Linked DNA regions of Mus musculus: regions 2, 3, 4, 5, 6 and 7 are each linked to region 1. The links are chromatin contacts, called in public HiChIP or PLAC-seq and promoter capture Hi-C maps. All regions are on one chromosome and are shown on one strand. The core of a region is the stretch at or near the end of the contact, and the rest is flanking DNA. Distances in the headings are between cores, read along the strand shown. Region 1 holds the start of Gatad1 (GATA zinc finger domain containing 1). Region 2 has its middle 120 kb from the start of Gm36548. Region 3 overlaps Akap9 (A kinase (PRKA) anchor protein (yotiao) 9). Region 4 overlaps Akap9 (A kinase (PRKA) anchor protein (yotiao) 9). Region 5 overlaps Akap9 (A kinase (PRKA) anchor protein (yotiao) 9). Region 6 overlaps Akap9 (A kinase (PRKA) anchor protein (yotiao) 9). Region 7 holds the start of Cdk6 (cyclin-dependent kinase 6).

The links. Promoter capture Hi-C pulls out the DNA fragments that hold promoters and counts their contacts. HiChIP or PLAC-seq counts read pairs in DNA pulled down with a chosen protein or histone mark.
Region 2: a contact with region 1 is called in a FOXA1 HiChIP or PLAC-seq map of pancreatic cancer cells. The contact joins the enhancer-like site here to the promoter of Gatad1 in region 1. A contact is called at or near these places in 4 of 39 promoter capture datasets (the HPC-7 cell line, embryonic stem cells, hematopoietic stem and progenitor cells and 1 more) and 2 of 115 datasets of contacts at active chromatin or transcription factors (epiblast stem cells and pancreatic cancer cells).
Region 3: a promoter capture Hi-C map of liver shows a contact between it and region 1, with 2.8 times the contacts expected there. The contact joins the enhancer-like site here to the promoter of Gatad1 in region 1. A contact is called at or near these places in 16 of 39 promoter capture datasets (the 3T3-L1 cell line, 3T3-L1-derived adipocytes, the C10 cell line and 8 more), 2 of 15 datasets of contacts at CTCF or cohesin (the NIH/3T3 cell line and pro-B cells), 7 of 484 Hi-C or Micro-C datasets (the G1E-ER4 cell line, cerebral cortex, cortical neurons and 3 more), 9 of 115 datasets of contacts at active chromatin or transcription factors (the NIH/3T3 cell line, the SCID.adh cell line, astrocytes and 5 more) and 3 of 9 other capture datasets (adipose tissue, liver and pancreatic islet).
Region 4: a contact with region 1 is called in a promoter capture Hi-C map of liver, with 3 times the contacts expected there. The contact joins the enhancer-like site here to the promoter of Gatad1 in region 1. A contact is called at or near these places in 15 of 39 promoter capture datasets (the 3T3-L1 cell line, 3T3-L1-derived adipocytes, the C10 cell line and 9 more), 1 of 15 datasets of contacts at CTCF or cohesin (pro-B cells), 1 of 484 Hi-C or Micro-C datasets (muscle stem cells), 4 of 115 datasets of contacts at active chromatin or transcription factors (astrocytes, bone marrow-derived macrophages, differentiating embryonic stem cells and 1 more) and 2 of 9 other capture datasets (adipose tissue and liver).
Region 5: a contact with region 1 is called in a promoter capture Hi-C map of liver, with 2.4 times the contacts expected there. The contact joins the enhancer-like site here to the promoter of Gatad1 in region 1. A contact is called at or near these places in 11 of 39 promoter capture datasets (3T3-L1-derived adipocytes, the C10 cell line, the HPC-7 cell line and 6 more), 1 of 15 datasets of contacts at CTCF or cohesin (pro-B cells), 4 of 115 datasets of contacts at active chromatin or transcription factors (bone marrow-derived macrophages, embryonic stem cells, extraembryonic endoderm stem cells and 1 more) and 1 of 9 other capture datasets (liver).
Region 6: a contact with region 1 is called in an H3K4me3 HiChIP or PLAC-seq map of the 230-238 cell line, with 3 times the contacts expected there. The contact joins the enhancer-like site here to the promoter of Gatad1 in region 1. A contact is called at or near these places in 6 of 39 promoter capture datasets (the 3T3-L1 cell line, the C10 cell line, the HPC-7 cell line and 2 more), 1 of 484 Hi-C or Micro-C datasets (liver), 3 of 115 datasets of contacts at active chromatin or transcription factors (the 230-238 cell line, neural progenitor cells and pancreatic cancer cells) and 2 of 9 other capture datasets (liver and pancreatic islet).
Region 7: a contact with region 1 is called in a promoter capture Hi-C map of pre-B cells, with 3 times the contacts expected there. The contact joins the promoter of Cdk6 here to the promoter of Gatad1 in region 1. A contact is called at or near these places in 5 of 39 promoter capture datasets (the C10 cell line, the HPC-7 cell line, liver and 2 more), 16 of 484 Hi-C or Micro-C datasets (the Ba/F3 cell line, CD4 T cells, CD8 T cells and 9 more), 12 of 115 datasets of contacts at active chromatin or transcription factors (the 230-238 cell line, CD4 single positive thymocytes, DN3 thymocytes and 8 more) and 1 of 9 other capture datasets (liver).

Annotation. Positions count from the first base shown.
Region 1 is chr5:3,646,025-3,649,462 of GRCm38.p6, reverse strand. It overlaps Gatad1 (GATA zinc finger domain containing 1), which reads left to right and starts at 1,527. Exons shown (of 5, transcript NM_026033.2): 1 at 1,527-2,083; 2 at 2,554-2,679. The coding sequence starts at 1,844.
Region 2 is chr5:3,150,389-3,153,826 of GRCm38.p6, reverse strand. No RefSeq gene overlaps it. Among named protein-coding and RNA genes, the nearest start is that of Gm36548, 120 kb to the left of the region's middle. Within about 2 kb of position 1,531, at least 196 of the 459 cell types and tissues checked have an H3K27ac peak or open chromatin away from gene starts, as enhancers often do. A contact at or near this core is called in the HPC-7 cell line and pancreatic cancer cells, where this site is marked.
Region 3 is chr5:4,079,446-4,082,883 of GRCm38.p6, reverse strand. It overlaps Akap9 (A kinase (PRKA) anchor protein (yotiao) 9), which reads right to left. Exons shown (of 48, transcript NM_194462.2): 48 at 2,680-3,225. The coding sequence ends at 3,188. It overlaps Cyp51 (cytochrome P450, family 51), which reads left to right. Exons shown (of 10, transcript NM_020010.2): 10 at 1-2,210. Among named protein-coding and RNA genes, the nearest start is that of Gm40260, 4.0 kb to the right of the region's middle. Within about 2 kb of position 1,848, at least 13 of the 459 cell types and tissues checked have an H3K27ac peak or open chromatin away from gene starts, as enhancers often do. A contact at or near this core is called in liver, where this site is marked.
Region 4 is chr5:4,022,706-4,026,143 of GRCm38.p6, reverse strand. The region is part of intron 21 of Akap9 (A kinase (PRKA) anchor protein (yotiao) 9); the gene reads right to left. Among named protein-coding and RNA genes, the nearest start is that of Gm40260, 53 kb to the left of the region's middle. Within about 2 kb of position 1,618, at least 112 of the 459 cell types and tissues checked have an H3K27ac peak or open chromatin away from gene starts, as enhancers often do. A contact at or near this core is called in adipose tissue, liver and muscle stem cells, where this site is marked.
Region 5 is chr5:4,003,114-4,006,551 of GRCm38.p6, reverse strand. Akap9 (A kinase (PRKA) anchor protein (yotiao) 9) reads right to left here. Exons shown (of 48, transcript NM_194462.2): 17 at 2,770-2,991; 18 at 1,609-1,749; 19 at 1,039-1,142. Among named protein-coding and RNA genes, the nearest start is that of Gm40260, 72 kb to the left of the region's middle. Within about 2 kb of position 1,606, at least 34 of the 459 cell types and tissues checked have an H3K27ac peak or open chromatin away from gene starts, as enhancers often do. A contact at or near this core is called in extraembryonic endoderm stem cells and liver, where this site is marked.
Region 6 is chr5:3,967,803-3,971,240 of GRCm38.p6, reverse strand. Akap9 (A kinase (PRKA) anchor protein (yotiao) 9) reads right to left here. Exons shown (of 48, transcript NM_194462.2): 8 at 2,448-2,661; 9 at 504-577. Among named protein-coding and RNA genes, the nearest start is that of Gm51438, 41 kb to the right of the region's middle. Within about 2 kb of position 1,915, at least 30 of the 459 cell types and tissues checked have an H3K27ac peak or open chromatin away from gene starts, as enhancers often do. A contact at or near this core is called in the 230-238 cell line, where this site is marked.
Region 7 is chr5:3,342,396-3,345,833 of GRCm38.p6, reverse strand. It overlaps Cdk6 (cyclin-dependent kinase 6), which reads right to left and starts at 1,941. Exons shown (of 8, transcript NM_009873.3): 1 at 1,863-1,941; 2 at 1,235-1,715. The coding sequence starts at 1,467. It overlaps Gm36470 (predicted gene, 36470), which reads left to right and starts at 2,275. Exons shown (of 4, transcript NR_168898.1): 1 at 2,275-2,536.

The sequences.
Region 1 (3,438 bases), core at 278-2,777:
TCAGGAAAAAAACTGTTTAAAAAAAAAAAAGGTAGAAAGTGATTGAGGGAGACCCCTAATGTCCAACCTCTAGCCTCCACACATGTGCTTATCTGCACACACACGCGCATGTGTCCTTAGACACATATACAGGCACATATGATCATGTATACACATGCCACATATAGATAAAACTCCACTGAGCATACAGTTGTTCAATTAAAGAAATATTTATTTACCTGTAACCAGTACTTAGGAATTCCTTCATTCCTTGGGCTAGTTTCCCTGGGAGCTTTAGACTTCAACGAACATAGCCAATGTTCAGGCTTAATTCTCTCAAATAATACACATCTCCTTTCCAGGTGAAAGTGTATTGTATCTGCTTTGCTAATGGTCCTCCCAGAGAACTACTAGTTTTGCAGTGATTTAAATCCAGGTTGAAATGTGTCCAGTTCCTCGAACCAAAGTTCACAGAAAACGATAAATTCTTCCAGCAATCACCCCTAGTTAAAGCAGTGTTCAATGCAGTCTCCAGGAATCTTCTTTGGGAGCCTTTATGCTAATATACTTTATTTTAAACGTTAGGAAGGTATAATGTATTGCTTGTTCTTTATGCAAATAAGTGATGTGAAGCCATATAAGATACAAATATCCCAGCTCTGAACCCAACTGTGTAATACAAAACTGTAACGTTTTAATTATAGTATAACTCATGAGAAATAATTGATAGGAATTCTTCTGCACATTGCTCATTTCTAACCCAACTAACTCATAAACCCCTCACGTTCAGTATTCAGTGCACAGCACTGTTACATTGACCCAGGTAAAATAAATCATTGACTAATAAATTAATCTCATCCAGTCCACACTGGTGTTTCTGCTGTTTTCTGTCTGAATGTTCTTATTATATGAATTTCTTAGACCCTCAATTCTTTTTTTGGGGGGGAGGGGGCTCGAGAGCACTTTATTCTAATGTTAAGTAGTATGCCAAGCAAGAATGTTAAATTAAGTTTCACAGTGTAGGTGCTAATACTGGATCTAGTCTTAGCTGTCTTTCCAGCCCTAACACACCTAGCTTTTTACGTGAGTACTGGGGGTCAAACTCAGGCCATAAGCTTGTGCCAGAAGAACTTTACCATCAGGTCACCTCCCTAGCCTCCAAAGTCAAATTAATTAATTAAGACTTTTAAAAGGGTCTTGATCAATAAGGCTACATTTATCAAATGAAAACACAGGATAAGTATGAGTATCATATAACTACTATTACATGGGCCACTCTCACTAGTCATTTGAAATTCACTTTTAACGGGAAATTTTACATCCATTCCCCCCCCCCAGCCCCCCCCCCCCCCAGCCAGTTGTAAACTCAGAAGAGTGACAGGCAATGGTAAGTCTGGCAGGGCCACTTCCGGCCAGTAGGCGGGGTTTCCGGAGCCCCAAAGCCTAGGTCAGGCACACTGGTTCACTCGGCCCCGCCCCGCCCCGCCCCGGGAGCTCCGCCCATCGCCGGAAGCCCCGGTGGGCGGAGGCAGGGTCGTGGTCGCCCTGGGGACCCCGGCGGCGGCGGCGGCCGCCCCGGATAGCGTCCCCTAGGGCGGAGCTGGCTTTCCCGGGAGGCCGCGCCGAGTATCGGGCCTGCGTGCCCCGCGGGCGGCCCAGCTCCAGGGCTGGGTCCCGGGCTGCGGGAGCCCGCTTCCCGCCTCCAGGGGTCAGCGGTGGCCGCTGGGTCCCGGCGCGGGCGGCCCAGCACCTCCGACCTTGCTCTTCCAGTCGCCGAGGTGGCCGGCCGACCCCTGGGCGGCCCGTGCAGACGGCCGCCATTCCCGTGTCGCTGCGCCCGCGGGGGCCGCCCGAGCCGGCCAGCATGCCGCTGGGCCTGAAGCCCACCTGCAGCATGTGCAAGACTACGTCGTCCTCCATGTGGAAGAAGAGTCCACAGGGCGAGATCCTCTGCCATCACTGCACGGGCCGGGGCGGCGGCGGCGCGGGAGTGGCGGGCGGGACCGGGGGCGGTGGCGGCGGCGGCGGTGGCTTCGGCACCACCACCTTCGCCACCACCTCGGCCGGTCCTTCGCAGAGCAACGGGGGCGGCGGCGGCAAGCAGGTGAGCCCTCGGCCTCTCCCTCCTCGGGAGAAGGGCTTCCTGCCGTAGACCGGGCGGTGCGGGACGCACCGGGGCAGCCGGACGAGGCCATTTGCTTGTAGGTCGAGGACCTCTTGCCCATCAAGTCCTTGTCACGTTAATAAATTAGTAGGTCGCTAAAAATGTCAGCATTAGAATTCTGTTCTGAGATATGCAGGAAACTTGGGGGGGGGCGTAAAATAGATCAGTTCAGCAAACGAATAATAAATAGTTCCTGCCTTGTCCTCCCCCCACTTCTGTCCTCTTCCCGCTTGAAAGCAGCGCCATCTCTTGGGAGGCCCTACAGAGTTTAACATCTCAGCCCTCGGTCTTTTAAGTTTTTTGTTTTTAATTTCTTTTAACAAAGTGTATTATCCTCTGATCTTTGTGAGGTTATTGTATTGGCTTTTCTTCTGCAGTTTTAATTTCCTTTTCTCTAAATTGTGTAACAGAGTAAGCAAGAAATTCACAGAAGGTCGGCCCGGCTCAGAAATACCAAATACAAATCGGCTCCAGCTGCTGAAAAGAAAGTTTCCACGAAAGGAAAAGGGAGAAGACATATTTTTAAGTTAAAAAATGTAAGATGGTTGTGGACATTGTGCTTCCTAATGGGACACTGTGGGTGTGGTGGGCCTTCCCACGGCTGGTGTACCTCTCAGGTGCACTTAGGCCGTATTCTGGAGGGAAGGCAAGGTTTCCCAAAAGACAGCTCTCCTGGAAGAAATTGGCAGTTTTTGACATTAGAAAAGCAGTTTCTCAGTTTTTTTTTCTTCAGCTTTTATTTTTCTCATCTGAAAGATATAAAATATGAATCTAGAGGAATGTTCTATAATTTAGCACAGTGTATCTGTATGCAAAGAGAAATTATGGTTTTTTTTTTATAAATTGGTTAAATTTGTTCATTGACAATTTAATGAAGTTATGACTCTTGATACATAGTTAATTAAGAAAAATTTGTTGCTGGGCAGTGATGGTGTTAACCTTTAATTCCTGTACTCAGAAGGCAGGTACAGGCAGATCTCTTGAGTTTGAAGCCAGCCTGATCTACAAAATGAGTTTTAGAACAGCCATGGCTACACAGAGAAACCCTGTCTTGAAAAACAGAAGGAAAGGAAAAAAAAAAAAAAAAAGAACAAAACTTTTTTATGTCTTTTAAAGAACGAGGCAAATAACATAATTCATCAGTACCTTGTTTGTTATGATAGACCCAGAAAAAAATATCTATTGGTTCATGATGAGTTTGGTGATTATGAATGCAAAACTTTTTCTAAAGCTGATGTATGAAGATTGTTTAATGCCTGCTGTGGTAAGGGTTTTTTGTTTTGTTTTGTTTTATT
Region 2 (3,438 bases), core at 282-2,781, 500 kb after region 1:
GGGTTAGGTGCATCATCTCTGAATGAACACAGACCTGACAGTCCTCTGCTGTATGCCTGTTGGGGGCCTCATATCAGCTGGTGTATGCTGTCTGTTTGGAGGTCCAGTGTTTGAGAGATCTCCGGGGTTCAGATTAATTAAGACTGCTGGTCCTCCTACAGGGTTGTCCTTCTCCTCAGCTTCTTTCAGCCTTCCCTAATTCAACAACAGGGGTCAGCTGCTTCTGTCCAATGGTTTGGTCAAATATCTGAGTCTGACTCTTTCAGCTGCAAGCTTGCTTTTCAATGCATCCCTGGATACATCTCCCTGCCCTTGTTGACGTCCAGCCCACTGTCCATCTGTGTATGTCCAACTCCCCTTGACCCCTCCAAAGCAGATTTTACTGCTTATATAACTTTGGGACTGGTGGGGCATAGCCTTTAAAAAAAATTATGACTTTCCTGAGCCTTGTAAGTTTCTTATATTATCTGGGCCTTGTGTGTTTCTTTTATTGCATTTTATGAATTTCACTTACTTCCTCCATGTAAGAGGTAATGTTTTAATTTGAGGAGATAGTTTCATAACCAAGAGAGATGCACTGATGGGCTGGGAAACCTTTGGACCAACCATTTCAACAAGGAGAAGAACAAGACAAAACCCGGAGAGTATCTACATTGGCCAAATAAAACAGAGTAATAAAATTGATTAGCTACCAACTTCATGATATCATATCTTATCATCTGAATGATTTAAAACTGTCTCAAAGATTCTCAAATCATGAAACCTTAAAGGCTTTTCCTGTATCTGTTGTTGTGTGTAGGTCTAAGTGCCTACATCTTTCCCACGCCCAGTCTTACTGCAGACAACCTGGTTATAGGAAAAAAACAAAGTTGAATTTCAAATTAATTTCTGTAGACATCCAACTATCGGAATACAACAAGGATAGATACAATAAAATTGCACACATCCAGAATGATTCTCGTCTTGCGCGCGCGTGCGCATGTGTGTGTTTTCATTTCTACGTGATAGCACTTGATTGACTCTTTGCAAGAAACACTGAATTAATTTCCCGGGCTTCCGAGGTCCACACAGTCAGCCACATACTAAAACAATCATTCTAGGTGGAGACTTTGGTCTGTTAGCCTTACAAAGAGGGCATCCGGGAAATGAGACAGTTCCCAGAAGGGTGACCAACTCTCACGTGTTGAGGGCACCTCCTTTTGTTCCCCAGCTGCTGCCACCCACCATCTCACTTGAGAGGCCCAGCAAGTTTGTCCCCAGGCAGGCCAAGCAGAGGTGCGGGAACATAAAACACATTCCAGCGGTTGGCATCTGGGCGAGCAGCTGCCAAGCACAGTCAGCGTGTGGCCGCGGGGACTACGGAGGCAGAGCCCACACCAGCACCGCCCTCGGAGAGCTGGCTGCATGCAGGCTTGGCTCTGCAGGCTCCATCTGCTCTCCCCACAACCCTGCCACCCCGCCCAGAGCATCAGTCTTATCTCAAAAGTTTGGGAAGTGTGCCCAGGGGGTTGGCATCTTTTTGTGGGGCAAGTGCGTGGTGTGCAGCTTTGGCACTCCGGATCTCGGGAGAGGAGGTGGTGCGGTGGGGAGAGTATTTCACATACCGCGGTGACTATGACTCAGGGAGAAGGGAAACCCCAGAATTACCACAAAGCCATCCAAATCCAGGCTTGGCCTCACCAGTCAGCTAAGAGCGATTCTGTTTCATCTGGTTTCAGGGCGGGTGTTTGTGTCTGTGTATACGTATGCATATTTCTGAGAATGAATTCTTCTCCCGGTTTTCTTCTTTGAAAATAGATTGCGGGTTGGGGGCAGGGAGCTCGTAATGCCTATTAGAACTTCAAGAGATTGGTTTTCACAGGACAGCGCTTCAGAAAGGAGTCCCTGAAATTATCTGGTAGCCGCTTCTCAGCGACATTTTCTGTGGATTCACTTTAACATTTCAGTCCTTTTGAAAGCTACTATGGTTAAATTAACCAAAATCGAAATTTAAAAAAAAGTTCCTAGATTCTTCCAGGCCTACTTCACATCATCAAATCAGGCCCCGCTGGAGGTCCCATTAAAATGGCAGCTCCCACTGAGAGAGAGACAAAAGCCCCTCACTGAATGGGGATGCTGGAATAGTGATGGACTTTCAGAACAGCTTTTTTTTTTAATCCATCAAAAAAAAAGTTACCTCTGCATCGACTGTGAGAGAGTATTTATTTAGCTCTCCACACTGTGGGAAATGAAGGCTGTCTCCCTGATAAGGACACCAGCCTTTCTTGGGAGAGGAGAGAAATAGGAAGCTGTAACATGGCTGAACAAATTCCTCCTTGCAACAGAAATCGTGGGATGTTTCAGATGTGAACAGCTAAATTTTGGTGTGGTTTGGGACAAATTAATATGACTCAAATCTCACCTCACACCGGAGGCTGCTTCTAAGGAAGGGGGTGGGATGAATGCATTCATGTTCCTCAAAGTTCTGGCCAACGCTGTCTCCATTAAATTTAAATGTGGCTCCCTCTTCCCCCCCCCCCTCCACAAGAAAGTGATTTAAAAAGAAATGGGGACACCGAGAACAAACTAAAAATATATCTAAACAGCTTAGCTGTGTGCCAAGAAGGCTCAACACATGACTATGTGATATCCTAGGCTACATGAATGGTGTTTTTTTTCTTTTGTTTGCTTGTTTTGTTTTGTTTTATGTGACAAACTAAAATCTCCTGACCTTTGATTTGAGGCTAACTATGTTAGCATGTTCAGTGTTCCCCAGTGCTTCCCATGCAGTCCCAACAGCTGTTATTTCAATTATGCAGGCCTAAGGACTCACAAGAAAGTATTGTCTGATGTTCCAGATGATGGCCTGCACTGTCATCTTAATCTATGAACAAGCCCGGCCCAGGGGGGATGCTTAGTTTGTAGCAGGGAAGGTCAATTACATTCTCATTAAATTGAACACGGATGGCATCCTGTGGAGGATTAAAGTTCTTGGCTGTTATGAAATTGCCTAATTATCACTACTACATTCGGAAGCAGAAGCTACTGTCAACGTTGGGAACATACTTGTGATTTAAGAAGCATGTGCATGCTGCTCAGAAGGACCTAGTGGGAAAGATGACTTTCCAGTAATCAATACTAGAAATAAGTTTTTGTTGGCCTTAAAACACAACCTATGATTATTCTTCTGCTGACTTAACATCCATAACCGTACTGGGTTTGGCAACCATTAAAACGTTATTACCTTCCTTCAGCCACTGTTCATCTGGAGACGTCCCTCCCTTCCCCCAAAACAAACAAACAAACAAACAACCCCAAAAAGCAAGTTGTTAGGCACTTTGAGGTAGGTGTCTCTTTTGAGAGGCCAAAGGATACCCAACCAATTTGGGAGGAACCCAGGACCCAGGTTCATTTCTCCCCCGACTGCAGACCACTGTATGATGCTGTTATCTCCAGAGT
Region 3 (3,438 bases), core at 599-3,098, 430 kb before region 1:
GGTGTGTCTTGGAATTAAGAAGATATAGAATGCAGCATCCAGGTAATTAACTCCACACATTGCCACAGGGAGATTTGGAACTGGTGTTTGAAGTTTCAAAGCCTTGTCAAATGCTACAAAGGTAATGGGGTCGTGTAGTTGGGCCACTTCTGTGCGTAAAGATATGAAAGGATAAAGGTTAAGTTTACTGCGAAGCTTGAGGTGGAAGTAAACGCTACTTAGATGGTGTGGTGTGTCCTTTGAAATGTTAACTGGAGCACCGCTCCTGGAAGATGGCAGCGATCTTGAACCTTGCCTTGATAACCTTAATTCCTAAAAGTAATAAAATCTAAAGAGTGCTTATGTATGTTACTGGTCCCAAATGGTCACAGTTTTGTGAAAAATCCAAAATCAAATCCTTGTAAGACTTTTTTATTTTAATTTGGCTTAAGGTTTTTTGTTGTTGTTGGGAAGTTTAAATTTACCAGGCTTTTAAAAGTGTCTGATTTTGAGATTAGTGAGTTCTGGCCTTGAGACTGGGGAATGGGAGATGGTATCATTGCCCGTATTCTGTGCTCAGGAGACAACCTAACAGATTGTAACCACGGACCCAACTCTGTGACATGCCCTTAATCTGTGTTAGGAGTAAGAATAGCTCTGTTGCTGGAGTGGTGCTGCACACCTGTAATGCTGTTATTCAGGACCTGCGGCAGGATTGAGAATTTGAGGCCAACCTAGGCTACGGAGCAAGACTAACACACTCCCCAAAATAAAACCTCTTTTCTCTAAAAGTATGTGTACTGGCTGGTCTTAGGCACTTGACACAAGCTAGGGTCATCAGAGAGAAAAGGAAGCCTCAGTTGAGGAAATGCCTCCATGAGATCCAGCTGTAAGGCATTTTCTTAATAAGTGATCAATGGGAGAGGCTCCAGCCCACTGTGGTGGTTCCATCCCTACGCTAGTGATCCTATGAAAGGCTGACCGTGACATGAGGAGCAAAACAGTAAGCAGCACTCATTTATGGCCTCTGCATCAGCTCCTGCCTCCAGGTTCCTGACCTGCTTGAGTTCCTGTCCTCACTTGATGATAAACAGTGATATGGAAGTGTAAGCCAAATAACCCACCTTCACCCTCGGGATTTGCTTTTTGGTCATGGTGTTTCCTTGTAGCAAGAGGAACTGAAACTCCGTTACAGTTTTAAGAGGCTTTTGAAGACTCCCAGTGAAGGCCTAAATCTCTGCTGTTAAAGGCTCCACATTAAAATTCTCTGAGAAAGTTTTACTGGTTTGTATTCATGAATTTGAACTTGTGCTTCAGTAAGTACAGTTCATGAAATCTGGGCATATGGAAGCTTACATCCTATTTGCCTGAAATAGGTTCCTTTTAGTATTATCTTTGGTTATTTAGGTAAGTCACTCTTGTTATCAATGCCCCATGAGAAATCAGGTATTTTCATAACAAGTTACAAAAGTTGCTCACCTCTCAAAAGTGTGCTTGTCTCTTACTGAGTGGTTGTTAGACTTTTAGGTCATAGATGTTACATTTGACGTGTTAGGTTAAAACCTTGATTAAAGTTTGAAGACTGTTTGTTTCTAAGTAACAGATTTTCTTTGCCAGTGTAGATGTTTTGTGTTTATTATTCCTAGAGGGGTTCTAGACTTTGATCAAGTCCCTCCTTTTACTGTGTGGTTGTTAAGACTTTTAAGTCATAGACGTGTTAGGTTAAAACCTTGATTAAAGTTTGATGATTGTTTCTAAGTAACAGATTTTCTTTGCCAATGTAGATGTTTTGTCTTTATTATTCCTAGAGGGGTTCTAGACTTTGATCAGATTGGTAGATTCCTGGCAGAGTTGTGACTTGAGTAAGGCTGTCCTGTTTACTGTCTAGTTTTAGACTTTGACATATTTTCAGTGCTGAGATTTAAAAGGGCTCAAGCACTAGAATTCCAGATTGAGATACTGACCACAGACGAGCTATTAAGTTATTGTGAACAACACAGCAGAGGCTGAGGGCCATAGGGTGTTAGTAGGGTAGACTAGCAGTAGGGTAGATTGGCTGGCAAGCACCTGTCCATCTGCCTTTTCCCGACTGAACTGTCTTGACTTGGCAACTGTATTAGTTTTTTAAAGAGTTTAATGCACAACTTTCCTGCTCAACTAGTTGCTTTAGAATAGTTTTGATATTTTTAGAAAGCCTAGTTGAAATTTGGGAAATAAAATTAGAAATTCCCAGCAATGCACAGCTTTGTGATTGTCTTCATGTAGTGCAGAGACCATTAATAGTGAAACACTCTTTTCCAGATGTAAACCAATACCACAGCTATTTTAGTCAGTGCAGTGCTAGTAGGGAGCCCTCTGGAGAACAGTATTCTCTCTGAGACTTTTCCAATTAGAATTTGGCTGGCTTAGCAGGACGCTTCCTGATTTTTGCTACACTCTTATGGATACAATTTAATATTGAGAGCTGATTTCTGCGTCTAGATTTGTAAGTCTCTTTGGACATAAGAACACGAAATGTAATAAAACATGGACTAATCATAAACACCAGTGCCACCTTAGTGTTGAAAACAGGCACATTAAGAATGTTCTTTAATGAAGGCAGAGCAAAACCACACTTTGGATCCTGAGCTGAGACAAGTAACAAGATGATAGGGACCACGAGTTGTGGCTTAGTGAAAAATCAAGAAGGTTCAACTACAGTAAGGTGAAAATGGTGAGGTCTTTTTATTTCAGTACTTGACAAAATACCCATAAAGTTCAAAACTTTGACCATTATACAAAAATAGGTCTCTACAAGTGATATGTTGTCTTCATCACCAGTAGCAAATATATTAAGCAGAAACATGTAACTTCAGTAGCTTTGTAAGAAAAGCGCAGGGCACCGCAAGGTACTCGTCCAGCAGCACTGTCATTTGAAAAAGTTTAATCTTTTCACCCACCTGATAAATACACAAAGTTTATAATTTAATCACTTAAATTAGCATTCCACAAATATACATGTAATTTAATGATTACTGTGCATGAACACACACACATTGCTTATATACACAAACTCCAGTTTGTCTTCATGTGCTGCTGCTAAGGATTTGTATACAATCATAAGCTGTGCATGTATTGGTCCCATCGAATATTCACAATACAAAAGCACAAAAGAGCCATTGATTTACAAAAGGGAATCTATTTAATATTCAATTAATGTTTCAACGGATTATCTCCTCATGCCAAAGTGAAATTGAGTAGTGGACCCTGTAAAATAGAAAACAAAGCAATTAGACTTTGCCTATATAATGGCATCCAGCTGACATGGGCAGATGGATCTGTTTAACACCATCTCAAAATGTTGGGGGCCCGTGACATTTTTCAGTGGTCAAGGTGCTGCCAAGCCCAACAATCTCTGAGTTTGATTCCTGGAACCCACATAGTGGAAGGAAAACCAATATGCAAATTTTCTCATTGCTA
Region 4 (3,438 bases), core at 369-2,868, 380 kb before region 1:
TGAAATGTAAATAAAAAAAGTATCTAATAAAAAATTAAAAATAAATAATTCATATATTGATATAATAATGAAAACATAATGTTACTTTTGTGCTTCACATGAGTAGTATTTACTGTACAATGCAGATTGTATTGTCACTAGAGCTTACAGTCACTCTAAATCAGTGGCTCTCAACGCTCCTACGCTGTGACCCTTTAGTACATCTCCTCATGTGGCAGTGACTCCAACCATAACATTACTTTTGTTACTATTTCGTAACTGCAATCCACTGTTATGAACCACAATATAAATATCTGTGTTCTGTGATGGTCTTAGGAGACCCCTGTGACAGGACAGTTTGACCCCCAAAGGGGGCACAACCCACAGGCTAAGAACCGCTGCTCTAAATAAATGTCCAAAATATACACATCCAATTATTCTTAATTTATACGATATTTAAAATACCACTTAAAATATTATTTCAATGAGAATTCATATGAAATGGAAGCTATATCACCACAAAAAATAAAGCTTTATCTAAACACTTTTACTTGTTATTGGGAACAGGACTTATTCTTTTTAAACGTAAAATATACATTTACTTAGATGATAAAGAAACAAGACCATAAAGTGTGAACCCATTTATATACAAGAACCTTTTTGAATTTAGTCGCAACCCCTATTTCTGAAAGTATTGATCACTTCTGCATATGCACATGCAAATCTCTCCATTAAATCATCTAATTGTTACCTACTAAAAATGGGAACTTAATTTAGGGCCATAACAAAATAGCTGTATTTCTTTCCATACTTCAAATTTATTACAGAAACTCAACAAAGGATTTAAAACAAAATAATAAAATTGCCAAACCTTTGCTTTTATCTCTCATTTCATAAGATGTAAGCTAGCTAGTCAGCCAGTGCATTTAAAGATTTACAATAAAAACACAACAGCAAAAAAACAAAACAAAACAAAAAAGTTGAACCAATCAAACAATAAAACTACCAAATAAATTAGACATGATAGCACAGTGGGATCCAAATTTCACAGGGATAGAAAATCCTCTTTAACCTAAGCTTGCTTAAATAATTAATACTTAAATTTCTCCCAGCCACTCAGGGCATGACTGGTCCCTTCTATGTGCAACAGCATACACTATATAAACAAATCAAATGAAGAGCTTTTGCTCCTCAGCCAACAGCACGGAAGAGGGGTAAAGCATCAGCAACGAGTCTATCACTTCAAACACTGTTGGTGAGGCAGCAAAACTATTCTGAACGTCATCTGCCATGTTAAACATTAGCTAGGATTTATAGTTGAAGTTATTCAAGTCATAGAAACAATGATGATAATCCTAACATCAGAGAATTTCACAACTCATTTAAAGTTCCCTTGAACCGGGAATATCAAACATGCAGGCATTTTATGCTGAACATTTAACCTTAGCAGTGTTTACAAAATACATTTCACCTTAAAGGCTGAAAGGTTATTTCTCTATAAAATTACTAGGCTCATTAAAAGAGAAAGTAAGTCCCCACGGTTGGAAAAACATTTTTTTCAGAATACAGGCTCCCTTCCCCTGGTCTAGAGCTCGAGCCAACAGGGCATCAGATTACAAACATGTTCTAACTGGCTTCCCAGTTCACAAGGCAGTTCTAAACACACAACAGCTACTCTCTCAAACACAGTCACTCCACTTTTTATTTTGGATCAGTATTACACAGGGATACAGGATCTCACAGACACGAAGGATCTTTTTAAATAGTTTGACTGGTGCTGGAGAAATGGAGTATTGCGCTCACACCACTGTCTGATGTCAAAGGCAGCTAAGCTGGAGTTTTAGGAGAAATTCAGCCCCTCCACCCAGCCCTGGTGTACGAGTGGGAGCGCTCCGCCAGCATCAGCTCGAGGGCCGGCTCCAGTCACCTCCATACGGACAACGACATTCCCGTCTCATTACAGTTCACTACAGTTCTCAATGGCTGCTGAATACTTACTGAATAAGGAGGGGTAGGCAGTGAAATTTTAGAAATAAGCTTTACTATATGTCCGTTTCTTCTGTGAGTAAAATGAAAAACAGAAGTGTTGATAATTACTGAGTTACTGTCATCCAAATGTTCACACAGAGGATAAGGATATGGCAGAGGCACTCGAGATTCAACTTCATAGACGTCTTCCTCCTGGTCTTCCAACCAAGAGCCACTGAGCTGGCCAGTGGCCAAGTAGGTCCTGTAAGAATCCATTCTAGATAAAGCTGCCAAGGTTCTCCGTCTGCTCCATCCAATCTACTACTAACTACATCACAGAGTCCTTGTTGATTTATTAAGAGATCCCATACTGGCACAAAGTTTTCTTTTTAATACTCACAAATAAAATAAATTCATATAAACTGAACAACAAAAGATACAAAAGTTCAGCTTAAAAAAAAAACAAAACCTCAAATTTCAAAAAAGGACATTAATCAAAAAATACAAAAGCAACAAATAAATAAATAAATAAATGCAACAAACAAAAATAGTCCCAATTAGAATAATTAAATCCTTGTCAAATGAAAGGACAAGATTATAAAGATCTAACTAGTCGAGCAGTAGACCTGCTCTCAGTATCCAATGCATCTGAGGTAATAAAGAATCTCCTCCTCCGAGGCTGCTGGCCGGCACGGTCAGCTTGTAAATCTCCATGGCGGCACTCTTGAGAAACTCGGCTGAAGGACTTTCCCTTGCTCTTTAAGCCTCTCTATTCGAAAGCCAAAGCGCCTCTGAACTGAGCTCTTCAAACACCGTCCATGCTGAGCCAAAGGTCTCAGCAGTGTCCCTGAGGAACAGGCCAGAGCAGAGGCTGAGACAAATGTCACTGCCTATAGGTGAGCCGAGAGACAGGTAGTCAGCGAGCACGCCCACACAAAAGCCTGCCTGACAGGATCCAAGCTCCACGTCAGAGCTTTGAGAAGGGTATTTAGATAAGTTTATAATGCTATAGAAGGTAAGCTAGTGTTTTCCCATCTCACTAAAAAGTTGCTTCAAGGCTATAAAACAGAAAGTATGCTTCTGTTCGTGTTATTAATTCAAGTCTATCAAACAATCATTATTTCTGAAAAAATTGGTTATTTCCCCATAAATAAGACATTTAAGAAGTCACTGGCCTATAAATGTTTTGGTTATAACCGATTTCTACAGTTTCTAAAATGTATGTTAAGGAAAATGTTCATTGTATAGAGAATGTAATTGCTGTACTTTGTATTATATATAATACTTGGCAATTACATTCTCTGTAACAGCCTTTGAACCCTGACTAAGATGCTAAGGCCCAAGTTGTAAATAACAGCCAGTCTCTGGTAGCTCGAGAAACTTAAGCAACAGCGTGGAAAACAGCCACTCAGAATTTTAAATTTAAAAAATACTGTTGATAATTAAATAGATTCTCAATTATGAAAGTTGCTTAAAATAAGACAAATGGGA
Region 5 (3,438 bases), core at 357-2,856, 360 kb before region 1:
AAAAAAACTGGCTAAACTCATATGATGGCTAAAGACAAAGAAGACTCATTTTATCAACCTCACCACAAAAAAATCTAAAAACTAAATACATGATTTATAAAATGTAACAAATAGTGAAAATTTTACTTTATAATGTTCATTTTGTATAAGCAAGTAAATAAATAAATAAATGAACAGATTATTCTATACTGCTGTGATAGGTCTAATCTTCATACACTGTCTTTCCTGTTTGAGTTCCACACTGACTGTGTTTCATAGCCATGATCCACTGAAGAAGCCAAAATCTTAAGGGCCAAATTCTGTCATGAGAGCTGAGGAAGGAGACTAGGAGGACACACAAGGATGACAGTCACAGAAACTGTTAGAAGATACTAGTTCTAGTTTTAAATCAAAGAAAATATTTTCATTTCAACAAAATCAAGTTTAAGACTTCGTGCCTTTCTAAACAGTCTTTAAATTAACTTAGGTTATCTACTCTCATAGTGTTGAACACTTTCATGTTAATCTTGGTGAGAGGAAGGTAAGGAATCGTACTGTTGCCAGTGGGTGTTTCATTTACTCTTCTATGAAGCTTGAATGTGTATTAAAGGTTCTTATGTGTTACACAGCAAAAACAAAAAGAAATTAAAGGTGAAATATTTATCATATTGTTTTCTCAAAATACCTAATACTAAATGAATGTCTTAAAGTTACTGAAAAAACAAAACATAAAGACATAAAACTCACTAATAAAAATGATTTTAGAATATAAAATAGCATTATGAGGAATAAAGTTAATTAAGAAAGTCCAATATTCAATAATAACTAAAGAGAGTCAAGATCAACACTAACAAAAACTGAAGTGCATGCAGAAGATTTTTAAAACTAGTCTAATTAACGATAAAAATTGTCATTCCTTCTTATACTATTATCTGTATGGTCAGATTTCATACACAGTACAACTTTTAAGACAAAGTACAATAGAGAAGATAAAGCTCTGACAACCTTTACTGAATTGAAGGGAGCATTTCAACCCTGTGCTAAACAAGTACTTTATACCTTTCATTGGACAGGTTTCTATCGAGAAGAGCATCTTCAGGGCTTCTCTCCAATGTCTTGTCTTTTAACGTCTGTTCCTCAACTTCCTGATCGTCATGTCCATCCTGCGTAAGTTGGTGCAAAGGCAGAGAGGACAAGACAAAGAGAAAACCCGTCATCTTAGAATCGGCAAGGCACACTTCTATAGTGGTATGAGACGAAACAGAAACCTCTGAGCATGATGTAGACTCTGCTTGAAATAATGTTTAACTCTGTGTTATCAAGGAAAGATAAAACAGTCTGATGCAGAGATGAAACACATGGGATGGGTTCAAAGGAATGCATGCTGTATACTATGACAGTAAAATCTGTTAGGCTGCTGCATGGTGGAGCAGTTGCTGTTACTGCAACACCAGAACCACGTTACCAGCAGAATGCACGGCATTTCTGCTCCACCTACCTTCCATGGGAGCAATCACAAACACATTAAGCTCAGTGCCTATGAAAACGGTATCACACACCGACGAGAAAGACAAACAAATCCTACTGCATTGTCACCACTGCGCCTGGGTGAGCCAAAGTCCACACTACCTGTGTTTGCGTACTGCTGTGGCGCAGCTCACAACACAGCTCCTTTCTTCCAGCTAGGGGCAGCTGCTTTAGTGCTTCCAGCTCCTCTAATAGAACCCTTTCTCTCTCTGAAACCACGTGTTCAGTATCTATGGAGGATTTCTAAATAAGAAAAAAGGTCATGAGAGAATATTGTTGGCGATAGGAGAAGAAAACAGAAACATTTGGCAGATTTCTTTTAATCCCTTGAGACCATGGGCTGCTTTTCAAACTGTGACTCAGATTCCATTACAAGGGATTAAAAGGCATATATAAAATTCAATGCAGAATTTGAAAAGTTAAAAAAGTTAATTAAATGTATAAAATTCAGGGATTTGTAGAGTTGAATTAATATTTTTATGTCAAATTTGCATTGAAAATTCAGAAGTCTGAACTCACAAAATACAGTGAAGAAAAGCAAGACTGAATGCTCCAGTGACTCCTATTTTATGCTCCAACCCCAAATTTGCCATTATTTTGAATCTGAAGGAACCCAAGTCAAGAATTCTCTATTTTAGTTTTCAAAATTAAATTTCGAGTTTTCATATAAGCTTTTCTGCAATGATTTTGTGAGTATATTTTATATAGCAACCGGTTAAGAATATAGTTCCCAAATACCAAGGAAAATGTAAATTTAGTTGAGAAAGGATTAAGGTGTTATATAAATTTGCAATTTTCAAATCAATGAAAAGAAACGTGCCACCCCAGATTTCCAACTGTGATTTACGAGGTGGTTAAAGATAGTGGGAGTAAACCTGTGAGCTTAGTTGGTGGCTCACTGAGGTGAACCTGCCTACGTCTACGGGCTGAGAGAACTACATGTGCAGGCACCAGCACAGGGCGGTCTACGCTGAGGAGGTCTCTGCTGTGCATCCTCGGCTACTACGTGACAGAGCAATGATTCCCGTTTTACTCTGCAATCCAGAAGGGAAACTACATACACGACGTCATGACGATGAGCACTATGAATCTGGGTCCGGTATGCCCTCAGGTTCTAACACTGTAGATGGCGTGTCTCTAATGGTAATATCTGTAACCATTTATAGATCCAGCAAAATAAATTTTAAGTTTTAAAAAAGGTTACGAAGTTACACAAAGTTCCTGTTATTTTAGTTGGGGAGAGAAGGGCTCCTCCATGCCAACCTGGGCTAGCTGCTCGTTGAGTCTCTTGATTTCCTCTTGGAGCTGCTCCTGGTCTTCCCGTTGCCTCTCCATCTGTTGCATGTGGGCCTGCCTCAACATTTCTGTTGCCTGCTGGTGTTCTTCATATTGTCGCACAAGTTCTTGCCGCATATCTTCCAACTGTTCATTTAAGATGAGCTGTCTAGAAGTATCCATACTTGACACCAACACCTCATCATGCATCTTTACAGGAAAAACCAAAAGTTCAGCCACACATGAACTATGAAAATGTGCCACTATTGACATTTTCATTGAGTATGAAAGCAATTCTATTACACCCATAGGACACCTGAACTTTTTTCATTATTAAATAAAGCTTAAATTAAAAAAAAAAACAAACAAACAGGTATTTCTTTAAAGCACAACTGAAAAACAATATGAAGTTAATTAACACAATGTGTTGTTTTTGAGGAGGTAAATATCTACCAGCAAGTTTAGCTAAGCTATAATTCTAAAGGAGAAAAATAAAGATATTCAATAATCCCTCTACTTTTAATGAAGCCCTGACTCCATTATTGTTTTCAACATTTTGTGGGGGAAAATGAAGATTTCTTTTTATCTTTTTTTTAAATACATATTCCAAACTTGTAAAGATATTTTCTTTATTTACATTTCAAATGCTATCTCCTT
Region 6 (3,438 bases), core at 666-3,165, 320 kb before region 1:
GTTTTAAATGGCTGTTGCTTCCTGCATGATTTTAAGTTAAGGACACTGTCAGTATTTGGGCACACTGAGATTTCAGCACAGCCACAAGGTAAACTTTTACCACATTAGTGACCTTAATGAACAAACTGTTTTCCTGGAAGGTTAAACAGTACCTCTCTGACACGAACAGTGACTATACAGTGTGCACTATTCGAGATACAACTTATCTCAACTTCTTTGTTCTTTTTCTGTGGTGCCAGAGACTGAATCCAAGACCTCAAATATAACAGACAAGCAATGGATCAGAGTCACACCCTTATCTCTAATTTCCTATTGTTCCAATCTGACTATCACAAAAAAGGCAAATGCTCATTTTAAGCTTAGAACTCAGGAATACTTTGTAAGTACAGTTCTGGACGCAAGAGATTTGGGCAAACGTGAGTGGATGGTTCTGTTCATTAAATCAGTAGCAATATGGATTTTGGTACCTCCCAACTAAAACCACTTTTAAAGGAACATCTTACCTTTGAAATGTGAAAGCATTTCTCAGACACTGCCTGTTGAAGTCGTTCAATGAGCACCTGTAAAGGCTCATCACCTAGCAGGAAACACACCACACGTGAGCCATTTGCTGCATATATGTAAGTAACACTGTCACATTCTAATGCCTTCACCGGAGCTTCCCTAGAATATCACATATTTCAATTTCTTCCAAATGTGTTTTTCATTTTGCAATGCAGCTGTCTCAGATAGATTTCTAAGATTTGCTATTTCGACTCTATAGAAGGGTTTATACATTCAGGATTCTACATTCTAACCCAAGAACCTATATACTTACTTATCCATTAAATACACCTTTGCAAACCTCAAAACTCTCACAAGCCAGTGGTTCCAATTTTGCAGAGTCAGAGTTCAGAGATAGGACACTTTGATTAGTATGTGCTAGCCCTGGATTTCAGTCCTAGTATTGCAACATTAAATCCATTAGTTATTTATTAGATATATACTTTCTGTTCTCTTCTCTTCTCAGAGACATTGATCACTACTCACTAGACTGTCTTGTCACCTAGTAATAGAACAATCGACTGTCAATAGAAAACACTAGACAGGCTATCAGAAGAGGTATCAATACAAGCAATGCATGCAAAATCTTAATGAATTTAGAAAAAAAAAGCAAAGAACTCTGTAAATGAAAAACTCTCCTTCTTTAAGTGACTCTTGAAATCTTAACTTTGTTCAACAGAGCAATTCCACTGGACATTTAGGAAACACTGGGTTTCCTCAACAACAGCTGCCCCATAACAGGTTCTGCCTTCCTCTGTGGTCTCTTCAATGTCCTTCCCACCGCGCCACCAAGGTTTTCTGCTCCATCTCCAGGGTGTCTCACTCTACTTCTGGCCTTAGAGACTCTGGTCTTTCAGCTCCATGTAGATCGTATTTTTAGCCTAAAAGTCTCTCCTGGGTTTTAGACTACTCCCTTCAGCTGACTAGTGACTATTTCTTTTACAAGTTAACACATACACTTAACTCAGAATGTCCTAAACTGACTATATTATTTGTCTATGGTCTGCTCCTCTTTGTGACTGAAACTACATAGGCAGAAACTTCAAGATTATTCTCAACTTCTACCACCTGCTGCTATAAATTGCCCCGTGATAGCATTTAGCTCTAACTGTTGAGCTTCACTGTCACTGTGTTTCCAGACATTTATTGGTTATAGCTAAGATTGCTTAGCTGCTCTGCCCATTATTATTTCACTTTTCTCAACTAAGCGCACTAGTGTCCTCTTAAATAAGAGTGTCACTGTTGCTTGCTCTCCTTACAAACCCTGCAGTAGATCGAGTAGCTCTGTCTTCCCAGAGCAGGAAGCATGAGTGTACTCCGTTGAGATTTATGAAGCTTCTAACCAGGCACGCGCCACAATCTTCAGCTCATGCCCCACTACTTTCTATACAACTTGAACTTTCACTTCTCCAAAGTGGGTCTCTTTCAGGTCTATGCTTAACACTTCAGAAACATCCCTCAGTGCCCAACCCAACTGATCCTGCTCCATCTTCACAGAACTTCTTCTCCTCTCCTCTTCCTTCCACTCTCAGTATTCACCCTGGATCAGCTGGATTATTCGTTAGTCTGGAATACTTCAAGTAACAGTAGAGCCAATGGTGTACATCTGCCCCAGACAGACAGGCAATGTCTCTCTACTGGTGCTTCAGTGCACGGTTCAGCACGGTGCAGAAGTTCTCAGTTCATTTTCCAAAAGCTTTCTGAATGGATTATACTTCCGTGAGAAAATGAGGCAGGAAGGGGTTTGGCTATCCTGGCACCTCAATGACATGAATTAACAAACCCGGGCAACAGACGCAAAGCCTCCTCAGCCCATGCCAGAACTACAGGGACAGAACTACAAAAAGGTGCCTTTAAGGGTGCTTATTTGTTTCATAGAAATTAGTCAGAAGCCGATGGGTTACCTGTCTCCTGTATTTTAAAATTCTGGAGCTGGCACTGGTGCATTTTATGAAGTTCGTCGATCTTTTTCTGTTGAGCGGAAATGAGCTCATCTTTAAGGCTGCAAAGAGCTTCCTCCCTCTCCTTTTCCATGTGTGCACGAACCTGATCCGCATGAGTTGAGTAAACCACAAAAAGGCATATGCGCTGGGCCTCCATCTGCAGCCTTAGATCATCCTTAAAGGGAAGAGGTACAAACGTGAGGGAAAATGAAAGTAACAGCTTAGCTTCTGCTTCTTTCCATGGACTGGACTTCAAAGGAGAAGACATGTCATAGTTTTAAAAGTCATAGGAAGGAACTGGCCTGCTTTATAGTCTTCATCCAGATGCCCGACCTACATGTCTTTCTCAAGAAAGGCCTTGTCATGTTTTCATTTACTAACTCAGTGTAATTGTAAGTTGGGATAGTTGGTATAACTAGCAAAAATTTAATCTTTTAACTAATATTTTACATGCTACAAAATAAAAATAATCTGAATAAACACCAATGCCCTCAAAACTCAAATTAATAATTCTCAATGCTGTCATTTTTTTTTCTCCTATTCCATCTACAGCTCCTTAGATTTAGAAAGAAAACATTAGAGACAAGATTTAATTCATAATGTTTAATTATTCCTTGCCCACTAGGAACTGTTACCAAAAATCTGGAAGGTGTTTACTATCATTTCCCAGTGAACATGTAAACATTACATTATATTGTATATTTCTGTGTATTGACACAGAGGCATTTATTTTGCAAATTTCTTTGCATTTTAGTATCAAATATCAAAACATCAAAAAATGCTTCTGAAATTAATCCACATATGTGACAGGTTAATTTATTTTGACTATAGTGTAGTATAAATGAACAATCCACAACTGGACCGTTTTCCTTTGCGGAGCCCAACTGGATTTTCATAAGCCTGGGTCCTTTAATCAAAAGGTAGTAAATGATTACATACATCCACCTGAGAC
Region 7 (3,438 bases), core at 692-3,191, 300 kb after region 1:
GTAGAGGAGTTAAAAGCCCTTTAACAACCACCTCCCAGGAAGATTCTGTAGACTCTGAGTCCTAGAGGGCTTGGTATTTCAAAGGTCAGTCTCGGGTCGCTCCTTTTTGATGACTAATGTTACATTGTTTGCCTTTTACAAAAATATTTAGCTGTTCTTATTTACATAACTTCATCCCAGGGCATACAGTAGGCACATATTTGTTGTAAGGAATCCCTACAGGAATGAGAAGACAGGATGAAGACGCCAAGATCATCCCTCTAAAAAGAAGAGCTGAGAATGTTAACTCATCACCTAATTTGTAGAAAAGTCTGTGCATTCCCTTTTAACTTCCAGCTATGCATCTGTTTAAAAAAAGAGAATGAGAAAAGGCACAATGGGGAAATCCCAGCATCTTCGAGAAAACACCATTATCTTCAGTCACAGGAGACTGGGTTAGGAATGCCTCCCCCACCCACCTGCACAACTCTTCCAGGGAAAACAGAGGCTTTAAAATCTAAAGCACAGACTCACATCTAACCAATGAGAGAGGCATTCTAAGTCAGATCATACCAGTCCACAGATACTAAATGATACAATCAGAAAACCCTTTGAGAAGCAATCGCCCTCCACCCTACCACCCACTCTCCCTCCCTTTCTTTTCTCAGACAGGGTCTTTTGTAGCTCAGGAGGGTCTTGAACTCTGGATCTTCCTGGTTCAGTGTTCCCAGTACCCAGCCTTGAAAGACATTTTTCAAACAATGTTTAACACTAGGTGTCAGAGTCTAAACTTCTGAACTTCTAAGACCATCAGAAACCATTCTACAACTATAAAAAAAAAGTCACCACTGTGGGTTTGATTGGCAAACACATTCTTACACATTTCTTAAACTTTATTTACATTATGCTCCACCCTTAAAGTTTCCTTCTAATTATCTGCAAGCTGGATAACTATCTCACTCTGTCTCTCAAAAATCCCCCCACCGACGGGGAAAGTTAAGTAAGGGCTGGAGGGATTGTCTGGTTTTGTCCCTAAAAGACACCCAACGCCCCCCCGGAACCCTTGGGGCACGCAGAGCGAAAGCTCTTCAGAATAGCTTGGCTGCCCGGAAGCCACCGCAGGTCTCTTTTTCTGCCCTGTCTAACAGAGTCACCGGTTTTATCTGGGGAAACTCAACTCTTAACTTTAGTTGGGCCACCAGCCGCCCCTTGCCCAGCACCTTCCCGGACCCCATAGCCAGGGCTCCCGGCTCACCTGACCACGTTGGGGTGCTCGAAGGTCTCCAGGTGCCTCAGCACCGCCACCTCGCGGATGGTGGAGAGCGGCATGCCCTCCTCACTGGTCTGCACTCGCACGCGCTTCAGAGCCACGAAGCGGCCGCCGTTCTTCAGGTCGCGGGCCTTGAACACCTTCCCATAGGCGCCTTCGCCGATCTCCGCCACGCACTCATACTGCTGATCGGCGCGACTCAGGCTGTCCTTCTCCATGCTGGCTTCAGGCTGCGGGTGCGGCACAGTGGAACCGGGGTGCTCACTCGCTGCCTTACACGCCTCGGGGAGTCGGACTCGCGGCCGCCGGGCTAGACGGACCGACCTTCTCGCCCGCGGGTGCAAGCCGGGCGCAGCCGCTGCGAAACTCCGCCTAGCCGAGTCGCCGCGCCGCCGCCGCAGGAGAGCGCCGATCCCTCCTCTTCCCCCTCCGCAGCGATTACATAGTCTGCCCACAATCTCTGCACCTAGGAGGAGGAGACCGGAGGACAAGGAGAAAGTGTGATCAGACTGCCCGGGAGACTTCCACAGGGTTCCACCAGCTCCTCTCCTCCTCCCTCTACTCGCACTGGTTGCCTAATCGGGCCGGGTTTCTCGGAGAAAAACCAAGTTACTTTTCTTCCACAGCAGGGCTCGTGCAGTCTTCACGAAGGAGAGGTTGCTGGGGCCCCTCGGGGATGAGCGCAGCGCGGGACGCAGCGGGACGAGAGGGGGCGTGCCGAGCAGCCCAGAGTGTGCCCGGAGCGCGGGGGAGGGGAGGCGCCGGGCGCGTCAATGTCACGGCTCAATATTTATACCTATATTATTGTTCTCCGCTGCCCTCCCTGACTCCAGGGGCCTGGTCGTGCAGGGTATGGGGCGACCTGGGGGAGTTCGGAAGCTGGCGTAAAAGCACCGGGGGTTCACCCACGTGGGGCCGCAGAACGGGGTTGGGGCTCCTAGAACCCTGTAACCCGATGCTGCGAGTATGCGAGTAGGGGTGGTCAGACATCTGCTCGGAAATTGCTTCCTTTCTTTTCTACTTTCAGTTTTTCTACAGGGAGACATTTGAAAGGGACTCGCTCTCACAAATGGTCTTTGGGGTATGGCAAGCTTAGTGGGAGACGAAATTCTGCCTCCGATTCGGAGGACCTCCCTGGTGGAAACTCAGCGAGGACAGACCATCTGGTAGGGGAGGGCTGGGGCTACTAGAGGTGGGAGAGCGAGGGGTCCTGGAAGGGGAGTAGTGTCGTGCTCCCCACCTCACACATACACAAACACAAAGATCCGAAGGATGTGGGAAAGGAAGGTACGTCACACTTTCACTCGTCCTGTCCTGAAAAAGTAACTTCGGGACTTTGCTAGCTAATCGGGACTGGTCCTTAAGTTTTCAAGCCGTGCAAAAGCAACCGCCCTTACGACGGTGGGGGTAGGGGGCAGTAAACGTAGGTCTCCCCGGTGTGAGAAGGGGCTGCCCTTGTGTCGAGACTTCCGAATCCCCGCCCGGTATCCTGGGCGGCTGAATGTCGGTAGCTGAGACAGTCGCTCTGTTCTCCAAAGGCCAGAGGCTAGGTCCCACGCGCGCGGTCGGGCGCCCCCTCCCCGTTCTGTTGTTTAGGGATGACCGAGTGAGCCTTCCCGTCCCACAGCGGCCTTAGTCTGGGCTGGACCTTGTTCCACCACAGCCGCGTGTCCGGAACGGTCTGCATGCGTTTACCTGCCCCGTACCCATCCCCCCCACCACCACGCTCTTCTGCCTGGTATTAAAGAACACATGGAGCGACCCCCACTGGATGCCAGCATAGCACCGCCCGGCCAAGGCAGGGCCACTCCCCGTTCCTTTGAGAGCTTTCCTAAAAAGCTGCGGAAAGGACCCTCCAGCCCTCACCCGGGGGTCCGAGCCAGGTCGAGGGCCACACAGGTAGCGGGAGCAACGGCCTTGGCGCCCGCCCTCCCCCTCTGCCGGTGTCCAGCCTAGGCTCCAGGAGGGGGCAGCCGTCCCACCCCCGCGGGCCTACACCCCCCGGACCGGAGCGGCGGTGCCTAGCCCCCTCCCCTCCTCCACTTTTTCGTAGTTGTTGTTGCTTTCCCACGCTGGCTGAATGTGACTTGACCCCATTTCAAAAAAGTTTGACATAGCGCTTCAACATTTCCGCATTCCTCCGCGACTACAAAGGCTGCAGCCGCCTCCTTCTGCTTTCTGTCTCTGAT